2 separate regions of the Mus musculus genome follow, and region 1 is linked to region 2. The links are chromatin contacts, called in public promoter capture Hi-C maps. All regions are on one chromosome and are shown on one strand. The core of a region is the stretch at or near the end of the contact, and the rest is flanking DNA. Distances in the headings are between cores, read along the strand shown.

Region 1 (2,700 bases), core at 35-2,534, 140 kb after region 2:
CAGAAGCCAGTATACACTCAATCACTGAGTCGAGGGGGTCTTGAATTCAAGGTCAGCATGGCTCCATAGTGAGTTCCTAGGAAGAGCTGTCTCTAAGAAAGTAAGTAAATAATAAATAAATAAATTATTTATTTATTTAAAGTTGAAGAACCTAAATCAGCTAATTATGGTTGCTCAGTTTTGTAAATAAGGTAATTTGAAGTCAGGGTGAGAAACAGTTCATTATTGACGGAAAGCGTGGTTTTTGTTTGTTTGTTTGTTCTTTTACCTCACTACAGGCCTGTTACATATGGATTGCTTCAATCCTTCTTCTTCTTCTTTTTTTTTTTTTTTTGGTTTTTCGAGACAGGGTTTCTCTGTATAGCCCTGGCTGTCCTGGAACTCACTTTGTAGACCAGGCTGGCCTTGAACTCAGAAATCTGCCTGCCTCTGCCTCCCAAGTGCTGGGATTAAAGGCGAGCGCCACCACCACCCAGCAACCTAGTACCTTCTATACTTTCCTATCACCCTCCCCAACTATGTTTGTGCTTTGGCTGCCTGAGACCTGGGTTAAGTGTTATAATTCCAATGGAACTTATTAAAAACAAATCCAAACAAACAAAAGAAAGGATTACAGAGAGAGACTGAAGTGAATTTGGTATGTGAAACACTAATACGACTTGACCGTGATGTGATACCTGTGAAGTGTCTGTATCTTTTTTTTTTTAATCATTATTTTTATTGTCCTGAGTCTGTATGAGTGAATGCCACATATGGGATGGTACCAAACGAAGAGTGTGGGGTTCCCTGGTTACAGGTCTCTCTGTGCTAGGTGTCCTGGAATCCTCTCTAACTACTGAGCTATCCTGTAACTATAGTCTAAGTCTCCTGTGCTTTCTTGGATTTTACTTTAGCTAAGATGTTGCTCCACGGCCCACTTTACTTGTCTGCGAAGTGTTCCAGTTTTTCTTTAGTCTTACCTTATTTTATTTGTGTGTGTGTGTGTGTGTGTGTGTGTGTGTGTGTGTGTGTGTGTGTGTGTGTGTGTGTGTGTGTGTGTGTTTTACTGTGTAGCCCAGGCAGGCGTGGAACTCACTTTCAGCTGCCTAGTACAAGGAATTACGGAAATTGAGTCACCCGTCCCTCCCACCACCCCCTACCCCCATCCCCCACTCCCATTCCCCACCCCAGGAGTAAATACTTATCTTAGGAAATGGAATTTCCTAGCGCAGCTGAGACCAGTGAAGACCAACAGTAGGCGGGACGAGAAGGCGTGGCATTCAGGCATTGGGCTTCTTCAGATCTAAATTTCTGACCTTGGCAGACAGCCACTTGAGATGTGTTACCTGCGGACGGAGCAGAACGGAAGCAGAGGGACAAAGTAGCGGATTCCTGACTTCTGGCAAGGGCCCCTTCCTGGGTTTCACGCCGCTGCGTTCTGGTCGAGGCTGGAACGCGCGCCCAGCCCTTTGTGTGGCTGTGGTCCGAGGCTACGGCTCAGAAGCCGAGCGCTGGGAACGGCAGGACTGCCGAGCCTCAAGTAGGGCTGTCGAGCGCGGTGAGAGCGTGCGGGGACCCGGGTGGAGCCGCTCCCTCGGTGGAGCCACGAGGGCCCGACACCTGGGTGGGAGAAGCCGCCTGGCTCCGCGGTGGAAAGGCTCACGTGGCTGAAACCTCGGGGGATTAGAGTCTGGGACCGGGGCTGACCGGGCAAAGCCGGCGGGCATTTCTTGTCAGATTGTGCGTGAGAGCGGCGGGGCCACAGATTTTAGAGAGCCGGACAGACGGGGTGTATTGTGGCAAGTTTGCCTGATCTTCCTGTCTTAGCTTCCTTTGTGCTATTGGGGCTGACTCCTCAGATTTGTGAAACAATGAATGGGCTTTAGTTGGAGGAGTGCACTCAGGGTTGAGAGACGTCTGCACAGTCCCTCCAGAAATTTACCCAGTGGAAGGGTGAGGCCAGGCCTGGCCCATCTCCCATGCCAGGGGGGTGGGAGTCGGGAGGGACGGGACCTGACCTCCGGCCAATCAACAGCCAAGTCTTATTTAGTCTCTTGCCTTCTCAGGGCTCCTGCACCAGGAAAGAACAATCAGAGGTAAATGAGTGAGGAGGTGGATGGAGGTACCCAACACCTGTCAGTCTCCTTAATCAGCCTGTATCTATATTAAAGACCACTCCCTGCTTTGTGTGAATGTGCAGCAGCTCCTGCTGCTGTTGTTGATGATGTTTTATGCTTTCTGTAGCCCAGGCTGTCCTAGAACTCCCGGAGATCCTGTCTCAGCCTTCCTAGTGTTTAGGTAATCGTCTAGGTCACCACGCATCTTTATGCTATTGTTAAGACTTGTTGATAAAGGGGTCTTTGCTGAGAATGGTTAAAGACAGGTCCTGGAAGACACTAGCATAGAACTGTATGGACAGGTCCTGGAAGACACTGTTTGGAATGTTTTTTTTTTTTTTTTTTTTTCCAACGGAAGAATAATGAGAGGTGAGACAGACAGAAGGAAGGAAGAAAATCAACCTCAGAATGCAGCTTTCCTGGCAACTTTTTTGGGGATCAGAGCTAGCGATTCCTTGAATGCCTTGTTCCTTGCTGGCACTTTCACGTAGCAAAAGAATTGAGAGGAAAAGAAAGGGCCACGAGTCTCTGTGCCTTTATGCTTCCCTGCATCTAGAGAGGAGAAATAGAAATTAAAAAAATTTCAGAGTGAACAAAGAATTTA
Region 2 (2,700 bases), core at 31-2,530:
GTTGTAATTTATTTTTTTTCTTGAGATACATGTCCATGTCTTATGCATTCTAGGCTGGCCTCAAACTCAATTCACAATGAAGTCAAAGATGACATTGAGCTTTTGACGCTCTTAACTCCATCACCCAAGTGCTGCAATTATAGAACACTCCTATTCAGTGCTGAGTATTGAATATAGGGCTCCATGTATTCTACGCAACCACTGTTCATACTGAGCTAGCTACCCAACATGTTAGGATGGTGGCACATGCCTGTAATTCCAGCACCTGTGGGGGCAGAGAAAATAGGATCCGCTAAGTAGTGACTTTGAGGCCAGTTTGAGCTACATGAGACTCTGTACCTAAACAAACAAACTGGAACAAAGGAACAGACAGCCATAGGTGTGTGTGTGATCTTTACCAGAACCTCCTGGAGCTTCTGGTCTTCTTGACATTTCCTATCTTCTATCTTGTCCCTCTCCATTCTTAGAGCTTCTAACCGACTCCTGAGACGATCCTGTCAGAAAAAAGAAAGCAGAGGGTCGGTGAATAATCCCACTGGCAAATACCGTGTGCTATGTTGTGGACACACCACCGAGGCTGAGAGATTCAAACTGACAAGAGTCCTAATCCTTGACCTTCATTGTATCACCATTTAGGGCAAGAATTGGGTTGGGTGGCACTATGGAGATAGAAAGTGTGTGGTAAGTAAGGTGTATGTGCCCGCAGGGAAACCAGGAGCAAAGAGGAGGACTGAGAGGATTTTAGACAGTAAATCTCTATCCCTTTTCCTTCACTCACCCACATCAGGTCACCATCCTGCCCCCACGAAGCAGCGCCTCAGCTCCTTACCCTGTAGGGTTGGATGGCTTCATCCAGGAACCCCACAGTGTGTGCCTGGTGGGCGGGGCCCTCCCTGCAGAACACGCAGAGCAGCTCCGCGTCTGTCTTACAGAAGAAATAGATCTTCTCTCCGTGCTCTTCACAGTAGGTCTCGCTCAGGGGACCTAGGGACACCGGGGCCACTGCGGCCTGGATTTTCTCCTCTTCTGCCCCCTGACAGAGAGGGCACAGCAGCTGGGCTCCCATTGGGGTGCGCGGGAGGCAGAGTAGGCAGACAGTGTGTCCGCAGGCTGTGGTCACCGCATCCTGCAAGGGTCGGGTGCAGACAGGACAGGCTACTTGGTGAAGTCCCCGCAGGGACCGGGTTGAGGGCATCACCGTGCCTTCCCCTGCCTGTCCACAGTCTTCTGACTCGGTCCACTCCAATTTCCTTTCCCTGAAACTGAGTCACTTTTAAGTGCGTCACTGTCACAGAAGCAAAGGAATCGGAGGCTGAAAGAAAGGCAGGAATGTCAGCTCAGCGAGGTCACCTGGCTGCCACGCCCAGAACCCAGCAGCTAAGCAGGTCCAAACTCCAGGGCGTCTTGACTACCCAGCGTTTCCCAGGGGCAGGCAGGTGACCTAGCTCTCCACTCCTGTCGCCTTCGGTCCCTTGGGTGGGGAGCAGCGTATTGCATCATGAGGTCACTTGGAAATGGGGTTTCCTGGAATCTCTTGGCTACAGAGAGGTGAGGCCATTGGGGAGGAGCCGCTTCCTGTCACGCTGGGCAGGTGAGAGCCATAGTTCAGGCTAGGAGGCTGGCAGTGGCATCAGAGTCCAGCCTGTGATGTTGAGACTGACCTCGAATTTCGAGCCCAAATGCACGTTCCCCTCGTCTGGCAATATGCACTCACCACCACCTCCACCACCACCACCACCACCCCAAGAAATTACTCCAGAACAACCAATTTAATAACAACTCATTGGGACAAGTGTGGAGAAAGAGATACAAATTGAAAGGCAAAGAGGATTTCTAAGGATCAGAGAGTTTGACAGCCACAAGACAGAAGGCATTGGGGTATTTGGATTCCAGCTCTTCCCAAAACTGGGTCAGAGATCAAGCCGCCAGGGTCCCTGGGCATTCTCCTGCCCTGTGGACAAGCTGCCAGGATCCCTAGGCATTCACCTGCCCTGTGGACAAAGCCAGACCCTCGTGCTCACCAGGTCTTTTTATCCCACCTATTTTCATGTTTCACACACCCCTTCTTCCTGCCCTACCTTCCCACTTGACAATGCATCCTTAGAACAGCTGTCTAATTATATGTGGTCGGCCCTGGCTGAGATGTGCTGTTTGTATAAACGATTTCACATCACTACAGAGACATGTGATATATCGCTAGTATTTCATGTTGACTCTATGCTCAAAAATATTTTTGGAAACATTGGACTAACTTAAATATACTACTAATATTTACTTTTTGTCTTATAATATTTTTCTCACCCTTATTATGAGAAACATTCAAATTTATTGATAGTGTGGAGAAATAGTGGCATGAATGCCTTTGTGCATTTTTGAATTTTGTAAGTATTGGGCCATCTGCTCTCTCTTCCATAAATACAACATATATCTCCTCAGAGTGAGGAATTCATCCACACAACCACGGTGTCATTAAAAAATTTAACATGGGCCGGTGTGATGCCGCATCAGGTAAAAGCAACTGCTGCCAAGCCAAAGACCTGAGTTCTAGCCCTGGGACCAACATGGTTGAAGGCAAGAACTCACTCCACAAAGTTGTCCTTTGATTTCTACATTTATGCCAGAATACGAGCGCGCAAGCGCGCGCACACACACACACACACCTACACATGCACACATGCACACACATATATACACATGCAC

The links. Capture Hi-C pulls out chosen DNA fragments and counts their contacts.
Region 1: a contact with region 2 is called in a promoter capture Hi-C map of adipose tissue. The contact joins the promoter of Zfp57 here to the promoter of Trim15 in region 2. A contact is called at or near these places in 3 of 39 promoter capture datasets (the HPC-7 cell line, cranial neural crest and maxillary cranial neural crest), 3 of 115 datasets of contacts at active chromatin or transcription factors (embryonic stem cells, extraembryonic endoderm stem cells and pancreatic cancer cells) and 3 of 9 other capture datasets (adipose tissue, liver and pancreatic islet).

The regions. Positions count from the first base shown.
Region 1 is chr17:37,001,241-37,003,940 of GRCm38.p6, forward strand. Zfp57 (zinc finger protein 57) reads left to right here and starts at 1,285. Exons shown (of 5, transcript NM_001013745.2): 1 at 1,285-1,537; 2 at 2,046-2,075.
Region 2 is chr17:36,865,907-36,868,606 of GRCm38.p6, forward strand. Trim15 (tripartite motif-containing 15) reads right to left here and starts at 1,281. Exons shown (of 7, transcript NM_001024134.2): 1 at 830-1,281; 2 at 399-494. The coding sequence starts at 1,195.